Linked DNA regions of Ovis aries: region 1 is linked to region 2. Evidence: chromatin contacts called from public Hi-C data. All regions are on one chromosome and are shown on one strand. The core of a region is the stretch at or near the end of the contact, and the rest is flanking DNA. Distances in the headings are between cores, read along the strand shown.

What was found. Hi-C and Micro-C count contacts between places; a contact is called where the count stands out from the background.
Region 1: a Hi-C map of tail adipose tissue shows a contact between it and region 2, with 9 times the contacts expected there. The contact joins the promoter of CLUL1 here to the promoter of LOC101102690 in region 2. A contact is called at or near these places in 9 of 16 Hi-C or Micro-C datasets (liver, mesenteric adipose tissue, mixed tissues and 5 more).

What each region holds. Positions count from the first base shown.
Region 1 is chr23:35,963,363-35,969,193 of ARS-UI_Ramb_v3.0, forward strand. CLUL1 (clusterin like 1) reads left to right here and starts at 3,269. Exons shown (of 8, transcript XM_012103515.5): 1 at 3,269-3,335; 2 at 4,285-4,403. The coding sequence starts at 4,298. It overlaps LOC114110516 (U6 spliceosomal RNA), which reads left to right and starts at 2,965; the gene lies at 2,965-3,068.
Region 2 is chr23:35,677,558-35,683,511 of ARS-UI_Ramb_v3.0, forward strand. LOC101102690 (large ribosomal subunit protein eL27) reads left to right here and starts at 1,887. Exons shown (of 1, transcript XM_004020489.5): 1 at 1,887-2,366. The coding sequence starts at 1,912. The coding sequence ends at 2,322. The region is part of intron 1 of LOC114110482 (a long non-coding RNA gene); the gene reads left to right.

The sequences.
Region 1 (5,831 bases), core at 2,019-4,518, 290 kb after region 2:
ATGTCATAATTATGAAAGTAACCAGATTTGCATGAAGTGTTGCCTAATCTTAAGAACAAAATAACAGCTGTGAAAACAGATGAAATAATTAGAGGAAGAAACTGTTTGGAAGCTTCAGGATATTTTAAAAGTAATTAGTACTAATAAGCCATAAAGTTCTGTTTTTGGAAATTACACTTAAACCGGAAACACGGTGACTGCAGCCATGAAGTTAAAAGACACTTGCTCCTTGGAAGAAAAGCTATGACCAACCCAGACAGTATATTAAAAAGCAGAGGCATTACTTTGCCAGCAAAGGTCCGCCTGGTCAAAGCTATGGTTTTCCCAGTGGTCATGTATGGATGTGAGAATTGGACCATAAAGAAGACTGGGCACTGAAGAATTGATGGTTTTGAGCTGTGGTATTAGAGAAGACTCTTGAGAGTCCCTTGGACTGCAAGGTGATCCAACCAGTCCATTCTGAAGGAGATCAGCCCTGGGGTTTCTTTGGAGGGAATGATGCTAAAGCTGAAACTCCAGTACTTTGGCCACCTCATGTGAAGAGTTGACTCATTGGAAAAGACTGTGATGCTGGGAGGGATTGGGGGCAGGAGGAGAAGGGGACGACAGAGGATGAGATGGCTGGATGGCATCACTGACTCAATGGACAAGAGTCTGAGTGAACTCCGGGAGTTGGTGATGGACAGGGAGGCCTGGTGTGCTGCAATTCATGGGGTCGCAATGAGTCGGACATGACTGAGCAACTGAACTGAACTGAACTCATGCTGAAATTGAAGCTCCAATACTTTTTGGGCATCCGATGCAAAGAGTGAACTCATTGGAAAAGATCTTGATGCTGGCAAAGATTGAAGGTAGGAGGAGAAGGGGACAACCGAGGATGAGATGGTTGGATGGCATCATCAACTCGATGGACATGAGTTTGAGCAAGTTCCGGGAGCTGGTGATGGAAAGGGAAGCCTGGCTTGCTGCAGTCCATGGGGTCGCAGAGTTGGACACGACTGAGCAACTGAACTGAACTGATGGAATACAGAGGAAAACAAACCTGCAACTAGAGAATGAGCCACCAGTCTTCCTAAACATTGGCTTCATTTTCAACAAAATGTGAGCTTGCTGGGACTTCCCTGGTGGTCGAGTGGTTAAGACTTCACTTTCAAATGCAGGGGGTGCTGGTTTGATCCCTGGTCCAGGAGCTAAGATCCCACATGCCTTGCGGCCAAAACAACAACAAGAAAAAAAAAAAAACAAAAACGGAGAAAGCATGTAGAGTCCAGCCATGACTTCAAGTGAGTCCAAATGTGGACAACAGAAAAGTAACAAGAAAGGTTCTCAGGGTCAGAGTTGGCAGTGATGCTGCACAATTTCCTAGGATTGACTTTCCCAGAAGTAGACTCTTATCTTCCTGAGAAAAAGACCCCAAGTGCTGCGTCTTCCTTTGGCCATGTGATCACTTCTCAGAATGAGACACATCTGTTTGCAGAAGTGGTTTAGATTTGCTCAAAAGTGACATGAGGCTTCTTAACATAATAATAGTTCAGATTTTGCTTTGAGCTGATCTGTTTTCTAGCAGAGTCAAGAGGTTTTCAACTAATACAGAGAATTGCCAGATAGTCAAGACAGCTAAGGGCTTCCTAGGGGGTAAAGAACCTGCCTGCCAGTGCAGGAGACTTGGGTTCAATCGCTTGGTCAGGAAGGTCCCTGGTGTAGGAAATGGCAACCCACTCCCGTATTCTTGCCTAGAGAATCCCCATGGACAGAGGAGCCTGGCAGGCTACAGTCCATGGGGTCACAAAGAGTTGGACATGACTGAACCGACCTAGCACACGCACAAGACAGCTAAATGAGATGTGGACAAGACTTCTGGTGTGTCTTATAATTCCCCATCGCCGTGTCCAAGGGGATTATCTCTACTCCAGACTGCAGGTTGCTCAGACACAACGATCAACTTCTAAGGGCCCCAAAAGGCAGGCGAGTCAGTTTAGACAGTCAGTGTGACGTGCTGGAAAGTACCGAGCATCAATAAGTAGTGATCAATAAGTCCAATCAATAAACATCAATAAATTGAATCCCTCCAAACTTGGGAAAGGGACCCCAAGACAATCTTGAGATTTCAGTAGCCAGAGACCCAGACTACAGTAGCTGCTATAGTGACTCTCTAATTGTTTTTAGAAGAATCATTTGCTGAATTTTTAGGTCAGCTAATCAATTAGTATATTGTAGTGAAATGCTCACCTATTACACTCTTTGTATGCTAGATGTTATCATTTCATCTAGTTAAAATGTTTGCATATGTTTTTTTAAAATGCCAAACAACTATGTAAATAATCTTCAGAATGTTTTTAAAATTAATTTTATTGGAGTATAGTTGTTTTACAGTGCCGTGTTAGTTTCTGACGTACAGCAAAGAGAATCACTTACATGTATACATATACCCACTCTTTTTTAGATTCTGTTCCCATATAGGTCATCACAGAGTATAGAGTAGAGTTCCCTGTGCAATACAGTAGGTCCTTATTAGTTATCTCAAAATGTTTTATCTAAGCATTTTCTTACTGTTTTTCATATTGTTCCTTACATTTCCAACAAAGAAATTTGTTTGACCTGTATACAAAGAGGTGTGTGTGCGCGTGTGTGCGCGCGCGTGTGTGTGCGTGTGTGCGTGTGTGTGCGTGTGCGCGTGCACATACATGTGTGCTCAGTCATGTCTGACTCTTTGAAACGTCAAGGACTGTAGCCTGCCAGGCTCCACTGTCCATGGAATTTTCCAGGCAAGAATACTGGAGTGGGTAGCCATTTCCTCCTCCAGGGGACTTTCTCAACCCAAGAATGGAACCAGCGTCTCCTGCATTGGCAGGCGGATTCTTTACCACTGAACCACCTGGGAAGCCTGTGTAAGAAGATATATAGAAAAAATTTCAAATTAAAAAAATATTTCTAAGGCTTTAATGAGTCTTATCAAATATATCTGTGTATGCTTGTTTCGGCAACACAGATACAAACACTGGGACAATACAGAGGCCTGGCCCCTGTACAAGGATGACACCCAAATGTATGAAGAATTCCGTATTAAAAAAAAATTGTGTAAAATAAAGTAGCTCAAGATCACTGTTTCTGATCGTGTAGACAGCCCGCCCTCTAGTGTTTCTTTCAAAACCCTACCACATTCTAAACCATACTCTTAATCTCACAATGTTAGGTTAATAGGATTAAGAGCTGTGTCATCAAATTAATAGAACAAGGTTAAATCCCTGACACAGACAAACATTAAATCAGAGGAAAGTGAAGGTCCTTGCAGAAGCTGGTGGCAACCTCACTGGGGAGAGCCTGCAAAATTAGTGGTAAATATGTTAAAATTTTATTTGGTAAATAGGGTCTTGATCCCTGGGAGAAGGGAATGGCTCCTGACTCCTGTATTCCTGCCTGGAGAATCCTTTGGGCAGAGGAACCTGGTGGGCTACAGTCCATGGGGTCACAAAGCGTTGTACACAAATGAGCGACCAACACTAAACTGAAAGGGTCTTAACAAAAAGAGAAGAATTAGCTGAAATGATAATTCTAGATGTAAAATATGATAGCTTTGTAACTACTAGTATTTTAAAGACATTCCAAATGTAGATTAAATAATATAGGGTTGGTTTTTTATTCCAAAATAACAAATATATATAAAAAATATAAATATCCTTTTTGGGGGGAGTTAAGATAATCTAGAGATATAACTGTGAAAGCATATGTTTTTTATTGGGAATGTTTACAACTAATTATATAAAAGGAAATTTATTATCTGAGAAGAAAAAAATTTGTGTGTGATTCATTTATCTGATGGCTTTTATAAGATATAGGAGAAAAATCTTGCTTTCATAAAAAAATAAGTTAAACATCTAGTTTAAAAATTACTTATGGTCTCAGAATTCTGGAGAAAAAACAATCCCCTCTGACATAGCTAATTCTGTGTTTGGGGTTGTTTACTGTTGACAAGGAAATAAAATGAAGTTTGGATTCTATGGGGCTGGGATCCATACTTTAGGTTGCCGTAAATTTCAAATGCTTCAGATGAAGACCTTATTTAACTGCCATGAAGAATTCAAACAAAAGAGGGATTTGGGTTGTCTTTTCAAAGAATTTATTTAGATTTCAAGTTTCCTTATGTCCCAACCATATCAACATACATTGTCTAAAGTCATAAAGAAAAATCGACAGAAAAATGCTTTGGCTCACCAAGTGTTTTCAACTGATGCCAACAGAAACTAAACCGAAGGCATTTGACACAGGTTTATCCTTCCTTCACAGTCACGGCAGAAAGATGAAGCTGCCACTCTTGCTGTTTATCGTGTATCTGCTGCGGCTGAAAGACTGTCTCTGTGCGCCTACTGGGAAGGACCGAATTTCTACCCATGAAGACCCGAAGGGTAATGTCTGGTCTCTTTATCTGCACGGTGTCCCGTCTGCCTGTTTCCATGTCCTCCTGGCACTTACTGTGATTTACAGGAGAGAGATAACCGAATTCAGAACGCCCTCTAGTTTCACAGGGAGTCGTTCTCCAGGCTCTTAAGCCAAGTAGACAAGACGCCAAACATCTGGATTAAAAATAGAAAATTCCAATTGTGTCTCTGAGAATGCTTCACAGTTCCAGATGTTCGGCATCGCAGAGATGAAACTTGCCAGCGTCTTAGGCTGCACAGCTTGGGTTCATCCAGATGTTTGGTGTCCTCTGAGCACGGTTTTAACGAACAGTGAAATTCTTTGCTAGCATTTGAAACATTTAAACAATTAAAGTCATCCATGCAATTATTCGTGGGACTGTGGAAGGATGGGTTGGAGTGACATCGAATCTGGTTGGTTTGTGCTCATACTTGGAACCTTTGTTTGACGAGATACGCTTTGGGTGCCTATCTTAGAAAAATAAATTAGTTTAAATGTTCCTTTTGGGGATCTGTAAATAAATTTGGAGGCCAGGTTAAGCTCCTTTGGCGGCCACGTTGGCTATTGTGAAAAGAGTATGACAAACGATGAATTTCATACTCACTAAAGGCTTACTAAAGGGGTGTTAGAGACATCCCGGAGGTTATTAAAGAATCTTGCATTATACCAGATACTTTCTAGGTTTGATGCCTTCTGGGAAGGTAATTGAAACTGAAAGAAAGGGAAATTGTTCTCTCTGTTTGAGGTTCCCAGTTGGATATTTAATATAAATTGTCTGTGAGGAAAATTCAATGTTTTCTTCTAATATAAAGGAAAAAAAATAAAGGAAGGAAAAAAAATTGGATAAATGAAAACAGGCTCTGAGGAGAATGATAAGATGGGGTTAAATGAACTCTGACTTGGCTGGAAGCTCAGAAGTGAAGAACAGAAGGTATTTCCCTTAAGGGGGGCGGGGGGTGGGGGGCGGGTAGCCCCCTCCATGTGGTAGCTGATAGCCCAAGCATGGTGATCTGCTTTTGGAGTCTGATGCAATAAAAAAACAATTAAGCCTCTACTGGAGGGACACGAAAAACTGGTAAACTCATTGTATTCTTTCTATTATTATTATTAAAAAACTTTAAACTTTTTATTTTGTATTGGGGTATAACTGATTAACAATGCTGTGGTATTTTCAGATGAACAGCAAATGGACTCAGCCATGTATATACATGCATCTATTCTCCCCCAAAGCCCCCACCCATCCAGGCTGTCACCTAACATTGAGCAGAGTTCCATGTGCTGTACAGTAGGTCTTTGTTGATTATCCACTTTAAATATAGCAGTGTGTACCTGACCTTCCCAAACTCCCTAACTGTCCCTTCCGCTGGCAACCATGAGTTCGTTTTCTAAGTCTGTGAGTCTCTTTCTGTTTTATA
Region 2 (5,954 bases), core at 637-3,136:
AGAAAGAAACGTTTATGGTCCTTGAGCCGTTATATATTTTTTGAGGGGCTGTTTATGATAGCAGCTAGTGTTATCCAAATTAATATAACTCTAACCATGATGGAATGCATGGAAGGGGTAGATAGTTGCAATCAAATATGTTGCCTAGTTGGATTCGAACCTTCAGGAGAGAGAGGATGGGGAAGAAACTAGAAAAATGGGCTCCTTTTTTAAAAAAATATTTTTAATTTATTTATTTGGCTGCACTGGGTCTTCATTGCAGCCCATGGAATTTTTAATTGCAGCATAAAAATGCTTAGTTGTGGCATGTGGGATACAGTTTTCTGACCAGGGATTGAACCTGGGGCCCCTGCATTGGGAGCTCAGAGTGCCAGCCACTAGACCACCAGGGAAGTTCCCCATGGGGTCCTTTTATATCTTGTTTTTCTACTGAGGCTAGACCCTGCCCAGATCCTCCTGATCTCCCTATTGTGTTTCTCCCTGGGGAGTGTTTCCCGCCCCTCCTTTCTCCTCCATCATTTTCTTTGTTGTCACAGCTTCCAGGCAGTCTCCTCGGTTCAGCCATGAATGGCATCTACTAGCAGTGTGCTGGCCCCTTTTTATATCTGGGTCATGCTTTGTGTGTCTTTGTGCATTAGTGTGATAAAGAGCTCTTCCTGACCCTTTGGCTCCTTTCCCAAATGATCCATTGGCAGTTTGTACAGGGAAAGATTGGTCTTCCAACAGTCCATAAATAATCTGACTTACTCATCAAAAGAATTTCATAATACACAAGGCACTTAACCAGTTTCATTGAAAACAAGGTTTATTGTATTTGGGGAAGATGTTGTAAAATTCCAGGTTAACTGTACATCTGTTTCTTGAGACAATATGCCTTCCTGTCAATCAGCACTTTCTAGAATGAAAGGCCTATGCCTCCACTAAATAGGAAAGCCAGCGGGTAGTTCCTGTAGGATTTGATCACCAACTTCCAACCTAAACTATGGGTTTGACAGAGTACAATCACCCATTTAGCAAACCTGTAAGTGCTCTGAGACTGTTCTATCCACAGTGGGCACGAGTGAAGATTGGTTTTGAGGGTGCTGCTCTGATTCTGGGCAGCACAGGAAGGCCTGGCTTGGGTCAGTCCCAGCACGGTCCTGCTCCAGGCTCTGTCTGGAGGCCTCCCTAATGGGAGGCATGGGTGCTATCCAGTTCTCTCCCTCCTTCAGGGCACTGCCAACCTGCAACCTTGGCTTGGAAGGCTCAGTAACACAACTAAAAACAAATCGTAGGCACATTTTTACCTGCAGATGCCAACTGTCCTGGATCAACCATTCTTATCCAATATACAAGCCTGAATCTCAGAGGAAAATAAGCACTTCAGAAACTTTTGAAAATTTCTCTTTCTTTCTGTCTCTCGTTTAAACTCCCCAGACCTGAAACCAAAAAGAAGGCAATACTTCTTAAGTTGCTGTGGGTAGATTCAAGGGTCTACATTGATCATTTTTGCTATGAGAACTTCATTTTACATTTTAAAATACTATTGGAACTCTGAAAAAAAATGACTCTTTTGGCAGTTTTTCAGGAAATAAATGCTTACCGTGTGAGATCTGAGAAAAAAGGATGGAAAATTAGTCACTCGATACTTTGAAACATCCAGTTAACTTCTAAGTCCCTGGAAAAATCGACATAAGGCAGACCTCTTGCAGATTCTTAATTTTTTGATTCTCCTAGGAATGCCAGTCGCTCAGCTGCTGGAACACAATTTGTGAACCAGGATTGGCCCAAACCAAGTTGTGGTTCTTTTCATTTTTCTATAGCAGTGGCATTCAAACCAGTAATAACAGCCACAGCATCAAGTGTGCCCTCTAAAACGGGACAGAGGCCTTTTCTTCCTTTCTGCTGTAGTCCCGAGTGGTAGCTACCGAAATGGGCAAGTTCATGAAACCCGGGAAGGTGGTACTGGTCCTGGCCGGTCGCTACTCCGGACGCAAAGTGGTCATCGTGAAGAACATTGATGACGGCACCTCAGACCAACCCTACAGCCATGCTCTGGTGGCTGGAATTGATCACTATCCCCGCAAAGTGACAGCTGCCATGGGCAAGAAGAAAATCGCCAAGAGGTCAAAGATCAAGTCTTTTGTGAAAGTTTATAATTATAATCACCTCATGCCCACAAGGTACTCTGTGGATATCCCCTTGGACAAAACTGTTGTCAACAAGGATGTCTTCAGAGACCCTGCTCTCAAACGCAAGGCCCGACGAGAGGCAAAGGTCAAGTTTGAGGAGAGATACAAGACTGGCAAGAACAAATGGTTCTTCCAGAAGCTGCGGTTTTAGGTCTGTCTCAGTTAATAAAAATATTTTAAAAGTGAAAAAAAAAACTGGACAGAGTAGGAGTTGGCACACAGATATTTTTCTGACTTGCTCTGTAGAGGGTGTCATGTTCTAGCAGTCACTAGAGTAATAGTGACCACCCACTGGGTGAAGACTTTATGGGATAATCTATGTATTCTCTAGCCCAGCACGACTCCCTGGTTTGGCAGGACGGGGCACCAAGGAAAAGCACAGACATTACTGCTAAAGAGCCTCATTTGTTTCACATCTCTGCCCTGAACCTACCACAGTGGGAAAGTTAACCAGCCACCTACTATCCATTACCAGAACAGTGGAGAGAAAGATCACGCGATCTTGGTGCTGACTGGAGTGGGGCCATGTTGTAGCTCCACTCAGAGGGGCCTTATAAAGGCTTGTTTTATAAAGGAAAAGCAGCCTGAGATACAGGTTGATACGAATTCTTGGACAAGGGTGAATCTGCTTGGTCAGGCCCCAGAAGGAACCAAATTGGAAGGAGTAGGGTTGCTCCAGCATAGTGAAAGCCTGGAGGAGTTGACTGGAACCCAGAGGGCTTGGTAAGGAAATCTGGGGAAGAGGCATGAGGCTGAACTTATGGTTGTGGGCACAGAGTTTGTGTATCTTCGTATCTCACACTAATGTCCACTAGAGAACCCCCACTTGAGAGGAAGATTTCAGCCACAAAGTAGATAAGATGTCTCATCTTGTGGATGTAGATATACAGTGAACCCTGGGGAGACCAGACCATCCACTTGGTGGCCAAATGATTTCAATTTCAATCTGTCCTTCAGATCCGTTGCTCAGTCGTGTCCGACTCTTTGCAACCCCATGGACTGCAGCATGCCAGACCTCCCTGTTTATTGCCAACTCCTGGAGTTTACTCAAATTCATATCCATTGAGTCAGTGATGCCACCCAACCATCTCATCTTCTGTCGTCCCTTCTCCTCCTGCCTTCAATCTTTCTCAACATTAGGGTATTTTTCGGTGAGTTAGTTCTTCGCATCAGGTGGCCAAAGTTTGGAGTTTCAGCTTCAATATCAGTCCTTCTAATGAATATTCAAGACTAATTTCCTTTAGGACGGACTGGTTTGATCTCCTTGCAGTCCAAGGGACTCTCAAGAGTCTTCTCTAACACCACAGTTCAAAAGCATCAATTCTTTGGTGCTCAGCTTTCTTTATAGTCCAACTCTCACATCCGTACATGACTACTGAAAAACCATAGCTTTGACTAAGTGGACCTTTGTTGGCAAAGTAATGTCTCTGCTTTTTAATATGCTGTCTAGGTTGGTCATAACTTTTCTTCCAAGGAGCAAGCATCTTTTAATTTCTTGGCTTCAGTCAACATCTGCAGTGATTTTGGAGCCCCCCAAAATAAAGTCTGTCATTGTTTCCGCTGTTTCCCCATCTATTTGCCATGAAGTGGTGGGACCAGATGCCATGATCTTTGTTTTCTGAATGTTGAGTTTTAAGACAGCTTCTTTCACTCTCCTCTTTCACTTTCATCAAGAGGCTCTTTAGTTCTTCTTCACTTTCTATCATAAGGGTGGTGTTATTTGCATATCTGAGGTTATTAATATTTCTCCCAGCAATTTTGATTCCAACTTGTGCTTCATCCAACTCAGCGTTTCTCTTGATGTACTCTGCATATAAGTTAAATAAGCAGGGTGTCAATATACAGCCTGGATGTACTCCTTTCCCTGTTTGGAACCAGTCTGTTGTTCCATGTCCAGTTCTAACAGTTGCTTCCTGACCTGCATACAGGTTTCTCAAGAGGCAGGTCAGGTGGTCTGGTATTCCTGTCTCTTTAAGAATTTTCCAGTTTGTTGTTGTTGTGGTCCACACAGTCAAAGCTTTTGGTATAGTCAATAAAGCAGAAATAGATGTTTTTCTGGAACTCTCTTGCTTTCTCAATGATCCAAGGGATGTTGGCAATTTGATCTCTGGTTCCTCTGCCTTTTCTAAATCCTGCTTGAACATCTGGAAGTTCATGGTTCACATACTGTTGAGGCCTGGCTTGGAGAATTTTGAGCATTACTTTACTAGCATGTGAGATGAGCGCAATTGTGCGGTAGTTTGAGCATTCTTTAGCATTGCCTTTCTTTGGGATTGGAATGAAAACCAACCTTTCCCAGTCCTGTGGCCACTGCTGAGTTTTCCAAATTTGCTGGCATACTGAGTGCAGCGCTTTCACAGCATCATCTTTCAGGATTTGAAATAGCTCAACTGGAATTCCATCATCTCCACTAGCTTTGTTCGTTGTGATGCTTCCTAAGGCCCACTTGACTTCGCATTCCAGAATGTCTGGCTCTAGGTGAGTGATCACACCATTGTGATTATCTGGGTTGTGAAGATCTTTTTTTTTATAGTTCTGTGTATTCTTGTCATCTCTTCTTAATATCTTCTGCTTCTGTCAGGTCCATACCTTTTCTGTCCTTCATTGTGCCTGTCACAAGGACATCACTCTGTCCTTACCAGAATTGGTTCCTACCTTACCCACATGTCTCTATTAATACTACCAACCAAGGGCCTCCAGAATTCCTGATCTATTAAAAATGGCAGCATGCACAACATTGTGCCAATGGGCACATGACCACGAGATCCACTAGTCTCCCCGGATATCCGATCAATCAGAAGTAGCTAGTCTAATGGGATGATGGAAGGACTATTGAAGGCTCAGCTAGGGTTCTAGCCTTGGGCCAATAACCTGTAAGGTTACAGTGCTATCCTCCAGGGTGACATTATATGCACTAACTCAGAGGCTATAGTGCTGTTTCTGAAAACTGGAATTCACAGGGACAAGAACCAAAAAGTAGAAATTGGTGTGGATCCTCTCAGGATCGCTGCTTATCAAGCTTGCAACTGTAGACTCCACCACTTTAAAGGTTCTGGTTTCCACAAGGGGAACACCAGGCAGCAATTCAACTTGAAGTTGTGACTACATGAGGTCATTTGAGGCTCCTCATGTCAGTGGAAGAACTGACAAAGAAAAGAATTATTCCCTTGGTGGACAAAATTGACCCTAATTACCAAGAGGAGTAGGGTTGCTCTTACACAGTGGAAGTATGGAGGAGTTGACTGGAACCCAGAGAGCTTGCATGGGTGTCTCTTGGTTCTTTCTTGCCAGGGATAACAGTAAGTGGGCAGCTTCAACAGCTATGGCTTGATGAGGCCAAAGCAGCTAAGGACTCAGGGCTGAGGTTTTAGGTCAGTCCATCAGGCTGGTAGCCTCCAGTGGCTAAGGGTGAGTGACATCTAGAATGGCTGATGGGGGAGGTAGATGAGGCCTTTATCTTGGGATCTGCTCTCCAGGCAACTCAAGAAAGATTCCCAGGGCTTCCCTGGTGGTTCAGTGGTAAAGAATCTGCCTGACAATTCAGGAGACACAGGTTCAATCTTTGGTCCAGGAAGATCCCAACTAAGTGTGTGTGCTATAACCATTGAACCTGTGCTCTAGAGACTGGGACCCACAACTGCTGAGCCCATGTGCTGCATGTCCTGAAGCCTGTGAGCCCTAGAGCCTGAGCTCCGCAACAATGAGAAGCCTGCACCCTTCAACTAGAGAGAAGCCCCCTGCTCACCATGCTAGAGAAAAGTGACAGTGACAAAGACCCAGCAC